Linked DNA regions of Mus musculus: region 2 is linked to region 1. A link is a contact called in public HiChIP or PLAC-seq data. All regions are on one chromosome and are shown on one strand. The core of a region is the stretch at or near the end of the contact, and the rest is flanking DNA. Distances in the headings are between cores, read along the strand shown. Region 1 overlaps Tns4 (tensin 4). Region 2 has its middle 18 kb from the start of Gm32249.

What was found. HiChIP or PLAC-seq counts read pairs in DNA pulled down with a chosen protein or histone mark.
Region 2: an H3K27ac HiChIP or PLAC-seq map of bone marrow-derived dendritic cells shows a contact between it and region 1, with 2.4 times the contacts expected there. The contact joins two enhancer-like sites. A contact is called at or near these places in 1 of 115 datasets of contacts at active chromatin or transcription factors (bone marrow-derived dendritic cells) and 3 of 9 other capture datasets (adipose tissue, liver and pancreatic islet).

Annotation. Positions count from the first base shown.
Region 1 is chr11:99,070,432-99,076,403 of GRCm38.p6, forward strand. Tns4 (tensin 4) reads right to left here. Exons shown (of 13, transcript NM_172564.3): 5 at 5,102-5,188; 6 at 4,684-4,809; 7 at 3,465-3,557; 8 at 3,241-3,318; 9 at 1,778-1,849; 10 at 886-1,054; 11 at 222-290. Among named protein-coding and RNA genes, the nearest start is that of Tns4, 16 kb to the right of the region's middle. Within about 2 kb of position 3,535, at least 34 of the 459 cell types and tissues checked have an H3K27ac peak or open chromatin away from gene starts, as enhancers often do. A contact at or near this core is called in bone marrow-derived dendritic cells, where this site is marked.
Region 2 is chr11:99,183,083-99,189,075 of GRCm38.p6, forward strand. No RefSeq gene overlaps it. Among named protein-coding and RNA genes, the nearest start is that of Gm32249, 18 kb to the left of the region's middle. Within about 2 kb of position 3,954, at least 35 of the 459 cell types and tissues checked have an H3K27ac peak or open chromatin away from gene starts, as enhancers often do. A contact at or near this core is called in bone marrow-derived dendritic cells, where this site is marked.

The sequences.
Region 1 (5,972 bases), core at 2,285-4,784:
AAAGAAAGGGACAGGACAGGAGTGAGTGATGGGGCTCTGTTCTTCAGGACCCTGACAAACAGTGGGAGCTGAGGCACGATGTCTGCCATGTCCCACCTTGCCTGGTCCCTGACCTCTTAGTGTTCACAGGCTGTCTCTGCTATTGCAGTACCAGAGTCAGCAGATGCTATGGAGGGCAGCTAGGCCTGGAGCAGCCTTCTTAGCTTGGATCAGCAACTTACTTCCGTTGCTCGGGGTCCATTCCACAGAAGCGGAGGGCGCTGAGTGGGTAGTGCCGTCGGAAGAACACCCTGAGTAGATGCAGGGAGAAGAGCCGGGCTGGTGAGGGTTTATTCCTGTGCCATGCCCCCATCTCAGCATTTCTGGCTCCCCCAAAGGTCACACATCCTGTCATAGTAGGATTCTCATGACCTGTCATGGTTTCTTACTGCTGGAACTGGACACACAGGCTGTGTCTTCTCCTCCCACGGAATACGTCTGCCTTATGCTTTTATATTGGGGTCTTTGGACATGTCCCCCCAATGCCATTCTTGTTTTTTTGAAGGCAGGAGTTACATCTTGGTCTACCCTTGCCCTCCTGGTTAAATTAAGGAAGGTTCTGGCTAGATTGAGTCCTGGGAGGAGGTGTGGTCATTCCACACTGTCTAGGAGTCATTAGTGTCTGGCCTACCTAGACTTAGTTGGCACCCAATGAAAACCACTGAACTTCATGCCTGTTAGGACCAATGCAGGAGGCCTAGGGAAGGTAGGGGACTCATCTGGTGTCACCCAGCATTTACCACCCCTTCTGGATCCAGGGCCCTGACCCTCTGTCTGTCTTTGGCCTTCCTTCCAGCCCTACTCCTAAGTTAGCCTCACAGCCCAGGAGCTAGGAGAGGCTCTTACTTCCTTTGGACGTCTGTCAGAGTAATGCCCTGTTCAGTGACTTTGAAGTGGACGACAGTGGGTGTGGGGAGGACATCCCTCTCCAAGGTGACTGAGATAGCCTTCTGCACAGCCAGGGCTCCGCTCAGGGTCTCCACACTCACAGAACTCAGGTACAGTGTGTGGCAACCTGTGGGGTACAGATAGGAAACAGGATCTGTAGCCAGGGTCTTATAGTGTGTGTGGATCCCTGGATTCTGGTCCTTCCTTTGCCCAGGGACAGGGATGGGGGAAGAAATGCCTTTCTGCATTAGGAATCCATGGGATTCTTTTAGAGCCACCAAAAATACTTGGAGTACAAGGGTGACCAAAACTGTTTTTCCTCTACTTAGGGCTATCCTACCCCCGTGGCGAGCATAGAGAGAGAAAGGAGGACAGCCTTTGTGATCTGGGGAGTGGGGCACAAAATAGGAGCTGTCACTGAGTATTGATGGATGCTTAGCCTCTGAAGTGGGGAGAGGACTAGGGCTTTGAAATCCATATGACTCAGACCTCATCCCCCACCGAGGAACCAGACCTGGAGACCACCCCCAGGGCAGGAATCTCAAACACAGAAAGGCCCTAGTATAGATCCGTGTACAGTGTGTGCAAGGGGTGTTGGCTTTCAGCTTACCCACCCCCTGCCCCCAACACTCTTCTTCCCTCCCCACTGGCCCACAGCATCAACCTCTCATCTCTGGGTTTATGGAGCCGAGGAGGGGGGCAGTGGGTTGTTAAAGCTGTAGAAACAAAGCAGTAATGGAAAGCATGTGTGGGCCTGTGTGTGTGTGTGTGTGTGTGTGTGTGTGTGTGTAGGGCTGGGGAGTGGTCTCCAGGGTTGCAGTGAGCCTGGCGCCTCCCCTATACCACTTACCGGCTGATATCTTCAGGCAGGAGGTCTGGCCGTGTGTGGGGGAGTCCGATGCTGGCTCTGCACCTCCCAGTTCTGAGCAGAGGCAAAGGGAAATGCCCAGGGGAGAGGGTGGAATGAGCGGACCTCTCTCAGGGGAGCAGCCCTCAAGAATCCCTTTGAACATCTCCCACAGCCTCCCACAGGGATGACAGGCTGGGAAGCCAGGTGTGATTGCCTCAATTACAGAAACAAGGACAACCTTACCTGGTTTGCAAGTCTTTGATCCCTTCCTACCTCTATCCCCGGCCTCCCAGGTCCTGGCCCCGCTGCTCAGACCACTTCCTCACAAGCCCCAGACTTCTTCTTTTGGACCCCATCCTAGCCCCCTCTTTCAAGAGTAGGGATGCTGTCTCCATCGCTTGTTTAGGGCTGGCTCTTCCTGTCCCCTCTTCACCTTCATTCCTGCGCAACTGAGATGACCCATTGGTCCAGAAGCTCCAGTGGATGAGGCTGCTGACCTGGGCTTGGGGTCCCCTCTACCCCCACTCCCCACCCCCATCCCTGCCCACAAAACAGGGTTTCTCTCTGTAGACCAGGCTGGCCTTGAACTCACAGAGACCCACCAGGCTCTGCCTCCTGAGTGCTGGGATTAAAGGCATTGTAGCACCACTGCCAGACATTTTTTAAAAATTATTATTTTTTATCAGTCTTATTATATTGTGCTGACTGAACTAGAACTCACTCTGTAGCCTTAAGCTCCTGGTCATCCTGCTGGGATTATAGGCAAAGGCCACAGCTTCATTTGTTACCAATGAAATGGGGCAGTAGGCAAGAGTTATACAGGGGGTGGTAGTGGCGTACGTTTGGAGAATAACATCAGACGCGTTCGTCAGCTGTTGGATTTAGGCTCTTTTATCCTTTCAAAGAAGGCTGCTGACTCTCTAAGGCAGCAGCTCTCAACCTTTCTAAGGCTTCGACCCTTTAATACAGTTCCTCATGCTGTGGTGACCCCCACTATAAAATTACTTTCATGGCTACTTCGTAATTGTAAGTGTGCTACTGTTATGAACTGTCATGTAAACATCTGATACACAAGGTATCTGATACGAGACCCCTGTGAAAGGGTGGCTCAACCCTTAACCAAAACAGGCTGAGAAACACTGCCCTAAGGTCTACTCTGAACCAGGCACTGTGTAGTAAGCCTGGCCTGAAAAATCTCACTGAATCTGGTCGATGGTTGTTCTTATTTGTGTGTGTGTGTGTGTGTGTGGGTGGTGGTGGTGGTGGTGGGGAATGGCATGGCATGGCAGTGGCACCGAGGCTCAGAAGCATAAACATCCTTAAATTCTCACAGGCGGGAAGTGGAGGACCACACGGACCTGGTCCAGAGCAAGCACATGCCACACTGGCCCTAATAAAATTCATAAACAAGGTTGAAGTAGCCACTGGAAGCCTTTTTAGTGGGACCGACAGCTTTGACCTACCTTTCTGTGGGATGGTGAGTTTGCAGGGCAGGGCCAGGGCCATAATGGAGTGCTGGCACACGAAGGAAGAGAGGCTCCCTGCAAGGGAGAAGGGAACTCTCAGTGAGTAGAGCTTTCTCAGACCCCTTCACAGTGCAGGAAGCCAAGCCCAGAGGCATGGAGACTGGGGAGGCTGGGGAGGCTGCTAGTGGCTGGGGAGGCTGCTAGTGGCTGGGGAGGCTTACCAAAGTAGGGCTCCTCATCTGCTCCTTTCAGATGTACTCCTTTGGCCGAAGACTCAATCAGGAAGTGACGGATAAGGTCACTGCTGTCCTCGCCTAGACAAAGAAGGAAGGAGTTTTGTTTCAGATCCTTGTGTTAGCCAGACCCTGGCCAGCTTGGCCCTGCCCACTTCTCCCAGGTCTACCCCAGGCTGTCATGATACCCTCTGCCTCCCCGTGGAGGTGCAGATAGGAAACCTGTTTTCATGGACTCCAAGGTGCTAGCACGTTTGCACAGAGGGGTCTGTATTTTGAAACTCACCCACCCATCCCAGGTGCCATTATTTCCTATCAGCTCATCCCTGTTGGAGCAGAGCTGGCTCTGACCCCACCCACCACAGCTTACTCCTTCATCTGGGCTCATTGCCTCTTGCAAGGCTTCTTTGAAAATCGAAGCCTGCCCCAGAAGTTGCTGAATCCCCCACTCCCAACATTATGCTGTGGCTACAACCCATGTTAAGCAATACTTCTACCTCTGAGCCAACTCCCCAAATCCCTGTTAACAGGACAAGGTTGGGGGGTCTACCCTCATTCTACACCTTAAATTCCTTGGAGGTCATTCACTCCTAATTGGGTTAAGTGAGGGGACTACTACCCTGGGACTTTGTAGTACTGGCATGATTTATTCTCATCTGCCTCCCCAGTAAGGTAGTTTCTGTGCGCGAGCCCTCTATACACATGCCTGGTTCCTTACACAGGGCCTGGTATAGATAGATCTTCTAGATCTCTCAAGAGACGTGTGCTGAGTTACCAGATGACCACGTGAGATTATAGGTGGGCCATTACACACATGTTAAGCTCTCTCACACAGGATGAGCTACTGAACACATGGCAAATTATTTTATGAATGATAAGCTATCGGGAGTGTGATAAGCCCACAAATACATTAGTTATATTAGGTTCCTGGAGATGAGTCCAGGCTAGACAGAGGTGCCCAGAAGACAGCAGCCTGAGGAGAGGCTGGGACCTTTTTTCAAGGGTGGAATAGGGAATCTGGGGAGGCAGGGGCATCTCAGGCTTTCAGAGTTGGTCTCCATGGTGCCTAGGTGCTAGAGGGTGGGCTGGGAGAGCTGAGAGGTAGACTGTCCTCCCTGGAGTCACCCTGATAGTCACTGTCAAGCTGGGGCAGAGTCAACCATGGTGGGGGCTCCAAGGTGATCAAGCAAAAGATGTACATACATACCTGGTCGGTTTGGAGCAGATGCGGAAGTCTCCTGTACCTTCAGGGCAAGGCCGAAGGAGCCTCTGTAGGAGGAACTGTCCCTGATGACAAAGGCACCCGGCTTCTCCGTCCTCAGGAGATTGATTGCTGAAACAGTCTTCAGTTAGAAGGCCATCCACTCTCCCACTCTCTAATCCCATCCGCATAGGGATGTCACACAACCATTTGTCCCCAGGAAGTCTTTCTCCAGTCTACTTTCTGCATGTTTTGGTTATTTCCTAATGAGGCCAGCAGGTCACCCACACTTCCGCTGCCTGCTGTTTGTCACCTGCTTTTTTTTTTAACCATGACCTGGGGCCCCATCTGCCTGCTTCGCATGGTTACTGAGTTGATATGATTACTGAGTGGCCTGTCCTCTGGGACCCAGTCCTGGCTTTACCTTGCTCTCGAGTGATGCTTGGCTTAAACCAATACTTTGATGTGTCCATCACGAACTTCATGGTGGGCTGCATGTCCTTGGCAGGACCTGGAGACAGGCAGAGAAGAGGCGCGCTGTAGACTGGATAGAGGGTTGCTAGGAGACGACTATAGAAAGTGCAGGAGACCCGCCCTGATCCTCTTCCCGGAGATCCCATTCTGCTCATCCTTCCTGAGCCCAGGAAGATCTCCCGGGTCTCTCCAAGTAGCTCCTGGAGGGAAATCCAGCTGGAGCTGGAGCTCACTGCACAGAGTGCTTGCCTAGCATGCACAAGGCCCTGAGTTTGATCCCTAACACAACATAAAACCAGAACTGGTGGTGCATGGCTCTGATCCCAGTGTTTGGGAAGCCAAGGCAGGGGGACAGCATTGAGCACAAAGCCAGCTTGACTACAGAATGAAACCCTATCACGAAAGCTGACAACAGTCCTGGCAAGATGGCTCCGTGGGGAATAGCTGTTGTGATGCAGGTCTGACAACCTGAGTTTGATCCCCTGAACCCACTTTTTTCTACCCCACTCGCTCGCTCCGGCCATATTTATTTCATATATGTGAGTACATAGTCACTGTCTTTAGAAACAGCAGAAGACGGCATCAGATGCCCATTTCAGATGGCTGTGAGCCACCATGTGGTTGCTGGGAACTGAATTCAGGACCTCTGGAAGAGCAGTTGGTGCTCTTAATAGCTGAGCCATCTCTCCAGCCCTATTTTATTTTTATGAATACACTGTAGCTGTTTTCAGACACACCAGAGGAAGGCATTGGATCCCATTACAGATGGTTGTGAGCCACCATGTGGTTTCTGGGAATTGAACTCAGGACCTCTGGAAGAG
Region 2 (5,993 bases), core at 2,704-5,203, 110 kb after region 1:
TCTATGGCCAGGTCTCTAAAATGACACATGCATGCCCCCTGGTTCCTTCTTCCCTATCCTCTATATCTGCTGAGAGTCATGCTACCCAGGAAAGTGGGGGCTGCCTAAAATGGCAGTCACATCCCACAAGTCCCTCAGCCTGGCAGCTCCCCACGCTTAAATCAATCCTTACAAGAGAAGGGTTTATGAGGACTCCGAGTGGAAAACCAGACAGCCAGAGTTACAAGTGACATCTGTGAGGAGAAAAGAGGCCGATGACACACCAAAGGTCCAGTGTTGGTGAGGTGCCCATGGTGAAGTGGCTGTCAGGCATCCCCGAAGCTTTTAATAATGCAACCTGCTCCCATTAAATGCTTTAAATTAAACTAAGAGGTCAGTTCCACTCAGTGGCAAGTTACCGTCAAATGATGGAGAGTGAGAGGCAGAGGGTAGTAGTTTGAAGGACGTGGCCCCCACAGGTGAAGAGATCTGAATACTTGTTCACCAGGGAGTGGCACTATTGGAAAGGATTGGGAGGTGTGGCCTTGTTGGAGGAAAAGTGCTACTGGGGGTAGCAGTCTCTCCCTCCCTCTCCCCCTCCCTCTCCCCCTCCCTCTCCCTCTCTCCTTCCCCCTTTCCTCCTCCTCTCCCTCCCCCTCCTCCTTTATGCTGTCTGCGGATCTAGATGTAGTGAGAGATCGAACCTTTTAAGTTCAGACTCCATTTTAGAGAGCTTGACCTAAGTTTGAACTCAGGTAAACTAACAGGCCAGCATTAGTTTCCAAGTTACTCCTCAACAAAACCCTAGCCTAGCTCCAGTTTCTAGGCGAACCCCAACAAGACCTATGTCTCCAGATTAATCTCTCCCAACAAATCCAGTGTTTCCAGGTTAATTTCTGACAGGCCCGCCCTCTGCCTAACACCCAGCAATGCAGAGGGAAACAGAAGTTAAGTCTATGCTTTGACTCCCAGCACCAGCCATTATGCTAAAGGCCAGAGTAGCTCTCCAATTAGATGCTTGCCAGGCTAGAAACACTCACCCACCCGCATGCCCCTTTCTATAAAACCTTACCCCAATAAATACTCGGGGCTCCTCTCCACCAAAACTATCCTGTATGTCAGGGGTGGTCTGAGCCCAAGTTGGCTCAAATAAAGGCCCTGGTGTGATTTACATAGGATTGGCTCCTGTCTGGCCTTTGGGGGTTCACTAACACTTCCTTGACATTACAGTAGAACCCGCAGCTCCTTCTCCAGGACCATGTGTACCTCTGTGCTACCATGCTCCCCACCATGATAAAAATGGGCTAAACCCCTGAAACTGTAAGCAAGACCCAATTAGATGTTTTCCTTTATAAGAGTTGCCATGGTCATGGGGAGCAAGACACAAAGGTACAATGTCCTCCAAATGTGCCGTGGACAGGTGAAATCAAAGCCTTTCCCACATCTAGTTATGTTTCAGGGCATACTCATCTCTCTCTGATTTTCTTATTACGGTACTGGGTCAGAACTCAGGGTCATGCACAAAGCACTCTATCATTAAACTACTTCTTCCATCTCTTATTATTGAAGAACACAGGTTCTTGAAAGAGAATGTATTGAGGTTTTGTCTTTTACTGTCTATGGCAATGCTAAGTCCAGGCCCCCAAGACCTGGAGTCTGCATGTAGTCCCTGGGACCCTGCCTCCAGGTTAATTCTGGTTGGCGAATAAAGATTCCGGTAGCCAATAGCTGGGCAGAAAAGGCATAGGTGAGGTTGAGATTTGGGGGGTTGCAGGCTTTGGAAGGGAGGACCAGGAGGGAGAGAAAGAGGAGGAGAAGCGACTATTAAATAGGAGAACATGGAGGAGAGGAGGAAGAAGAGCCACCATGGGCTAGCTGAGCTGTAAAAAATATGGCCATGTGGGCTGGCCAGTTGGAGCTAAGAGCAGCCTAGATGAAACTTAGTAGTATTGATAGGAAAGTAGATTCTAACAGCATGGAGGGCAAGCAAGTGCTTAGCTACAGTACTGCCTAAGGCATATTAAAAATATGAAGGCTGTGTATGCCTTTCATCTGGGAACACAAATGGTCTAAAGTGGGGAGGAAGCACTGGGCCAAGACTTTTAATATTTTCTAATACAAAAATCCTAGAAGCAGGTGGCTCAGGCTATAACCACTTGGTATCTACACCTATATCAATCCATTCACCCACCCACCCATCCATCCATCCATCCATCCATCCATCCATCTACCCATCCACTCATTTATCTATACTTCTGTCTTAGTTAGGTGAACAGACACCATGACCAAGGCAAGTCTTATAAAAAACCAACATTTAATTGGGGCTGGCTTACAGGTTTAGAGGTTCAGTCCATTACCATCAAAGTGGGAGCATTACCATCAAAGTGGGAGCATGGCAGTATCCAGGCAGGCATGGCGCAGGAGGAGCTGAGAGTTCTATGTCTTCATCCAAAGGCTGCTAGTGGAAGACTGACATCCAGGCAACTAGGGTTAGGATCTTATGCCCACACCCACAGTGACACACCCATTCCAACCAGATCCTATTCCAACAAGGCCACACCTCCAGATGGTGTCACTCCCTGGTCATCACACCATCCATCTACCTACCCATCCATCTAACTACTCATCTATCCATTCACCCATTCATCTATCCATCCATCCATCCATCCACCCACCCACCATCTACCCATTCATCCATCCATCCATCTATCCATCCATTCACCCATTCACCCATCCATCCATCTACCCACCAACCTAGCCACTCATTTACCCATCCACTCTTCCATTGGACATTTTCCTAGATTTTGTTCACAAATATATGATATATATTCATCATTGGGGACATAAGGATAGAAATTAACCAAATTTTTCTCTATCCCTGCCATGAGTCAGGTTATGAGGACATGTATAGACCACATCTTTGGGTAGAAGACAAACATGTAATGTCTCTCTGTAGTTGGAAGTAGAGATTTGGCAAAATTGCATCTCAACATCAGGGTAGCCATTCATCAGATTGTTGTAGTTCATATCCAGCAGGTGATGAGGCTCAGTGTCTCTTAAAGGTGAGCCAGGGCCACTTTTCAGCCACAACTCATGACCTTCACACAGTCCAACCCCTTGGGACATGCACCATCTTTTGAACTTTGCTAACCCTGAAGGATAAGTACACAGTATGACTGTTTTTTATGATTCTCAGTAGATGGGGGAACTCTTCCCTAAGCTTAATGATGTCATTGGTGCCAATCTTGCTGGAGTTACAGAGAACCCCTATTTTTTTCTATTGATTCTTTAGTCTGGTTTCCCTTGGACCCTGTTGCAAGGGAAGCAGGCTAGGGGCATTCCTGGGTTCTCTGTGCAATTGAAATGCCATCACAGCCACACTGAGAACCAGTGGATGGTAGGCATAGGCAGTTAGCATAACATTGGGGCCAATGCCTTCTCCAGGGCTGCTGGAAAAGGCTGTCACTCTCCCTTCCTAGAGGACATCTGCATAGGGCTGTATAGTGGAGTGTTAGACTGGCAGGCCTTTAGTGTTCTTCTAACATTGTTTCTTCTGATCCAGTGATTTTGTTTGTTTGTTTTGATTTTGTTTTTCAAGACAGGGTTTCTCTGTGCAGCCCTGACTGTCCTGGAACTCGCTCTGTAGTTCATGCTGGCTTTGAACTCAGAAATCTGCCTGCCTCTGTCTCCTGGATGCTCAGATTAAAGATTTGTGCCACCACTGCCCAGCAATCCAGTGTTTTGTTTTGTTTTGTTTTTTCTTTTTCTTTAAGGGCCATGATCATTATAGGACCATCAGAACCCAGTTTTGCGGAGTCTTTCAGAAAATCTTGGTTGAGAATGGAACTCTACCAGTGTTGTCTTAGTTCTATTATGTCAGCTGCGAATCTGAAGGATTTTCCCCTTCCTGGGCCTGAGGCAGAGAAGAGGAAGTGAGAACAAGAGGGGAGAGTTCTCTTACAGTACCTCTTACAGTACAACAACAACCAAAACCCCCTTGGGTTTGAGGAGCACTTAGGGCTTTTCTGTAGCCTGCTCCCCCATTCACAGCCTTTCTCATTTGGTCCTTAGAGCTCCCCCAGTGGAAGGTAGACTTCTGAGCTGCCCCAATTTTATTCTTTTTGTTTCTGACAGGGGGGATAGTCCTAGGAGAGGGTTCAGGTCTGGCCATTTGGGAAGGAGGGAATGATGCAGTCTGGGGAGATGCTGGAGTTTCTGAGATTCCTTGCAGGACCATAAACAAGAGGTAGCATTCTCAGGGCACTCAGATTGGGCCCCGATAATTAAGGAGGAAGAAAAGCCACCAGAACAGGTTCTCAACTGCATAGGGACCCAAGGCCAACTTAATGCAAACAAGAGCCGGCCTTATACCACAGCTCCGTCACCTCCTGCATGGCACTTCACAGAAAGCCTGAGAGCATTTGCGTAAGGCCACAAACACCTGGATGCTTCTTGTCCATTCAGTCCCCTAGGACATCAAGAAAGTCACTGTCTCAAATTCTCCACTCAACCCCCATCTCAGTGCTCAAGGCTTCTCCCCAGGGAAGGCAGCCCTTGACAGAGAAGGACAGGTTAACCTAAAGGAAAGAGACTAGCGGTGGAACACAGAACATGTAATAGCTTCATCTACTTGGAAACAAGGCTCTGGGGTCAGAGGTTATCATCTTCAAAGGTCACCATTCCCCTCCACTCCCCCATCATTCACCCCACTGTGTACCAACAGAGACAGAAGTCGCCGGCACAAACCTGTGTAGAATCTTTCCGGTCTCACCCTAAAAACTAACCCTCCTCCCAACCCTGCAGGCTTGGTTGATTTCTATAATGTCATAGCCCATTTACAAAGCGTTCTGTGTGCTCCCCAGGCCAACAAACTGGTCTATCATTCCCAAGGGCCTTGGTTAAGGGTCCCCTGAGTCTAAAATCCTGGCCCCGTGAGACTTTATCTCTCCAGACCCTCAGGTGGAGTTCGCCTCCCTACCTCTTCTTTTACCCCCGTGTCTTCCCGAGCACAGAAGAGCAGACAGGCTGTCAGGCAGGATTTGCCTTCCGTTGTATGCAAGTCAGGATTTGCTATCAGTGTTGCAGAGCCAGGGAAAGGGGAAAGCTCTGAGCAGCAGGAGCCTTGGGCCCAGCTCCGAGGAGAATCGTGAAGACCGAAGAAAGAAATGAGAAACCTTGGGTGGCTCTCACCTGTGTGGTCCTGTGAGGCAGAGAAGGCAGGAGGAGGATGACTGTCCCTCGGAGGGATGGCTGGCGGAGAGTTCTTAGAACTGGGCCCTTCTCTCTTAGAAAACAGAGAGAAGGAGATGGGACAGGGCTAAGCTGGAACAAGAGGGGAGAAGTGGAGGGGAGGAGACTGGGAAGAGCTCTGGTTCTCAGCCCAGACTGAATCCCACCCTTGGAGCAGTCATCCTGCCCAGGGGTCCAGGGCTTGTCTTTGAGCGTGAGTGGGAAGGGACCCTGGGCAGTATGCTTTTCTTTAGCCCCGAAAGAATGACAAATGGCCCCTGCACTTGATCTTTGTCCAGCAGAACGTCTGGCACCTCTTCTAACCACTGTGACCTCCTGCTCCTCTTCCAGTCCTGAGACTCCAAACCCTAACCAAGCCCAAGCCCAAGCCCAAAGGAAGTAAGAGAAAGCCACCATGATGTGTCCTTCCCAGCCAGTCTCATCTACAATCCATGTCACATACCCTTATTCTCAATACAACTAGGCCACAGAACAGTCTTTCCCAAACACTGACACTGGAATGTATAAAAACACACTTTTATATGATTTATCCCTACCCCCCACTCCACCCAGGCCTCCGGGCTTTCAAAGTTGTTCTGACTCCGAATCAATCTTTTCCAGTGCAAAGCAGAGGGCACTGGACTGGGAGAGGCTACCCTGGGAGCTGGCCCTGGTGCTCCAGTGTGCAACTCGGAGGTCCTGTAGCCACCTGGGTCCTGTCCTATGCTCAAATTGCTCTTCCACTTGACAAAGCACGGGGACCATATCACACTGGACCTCATCTG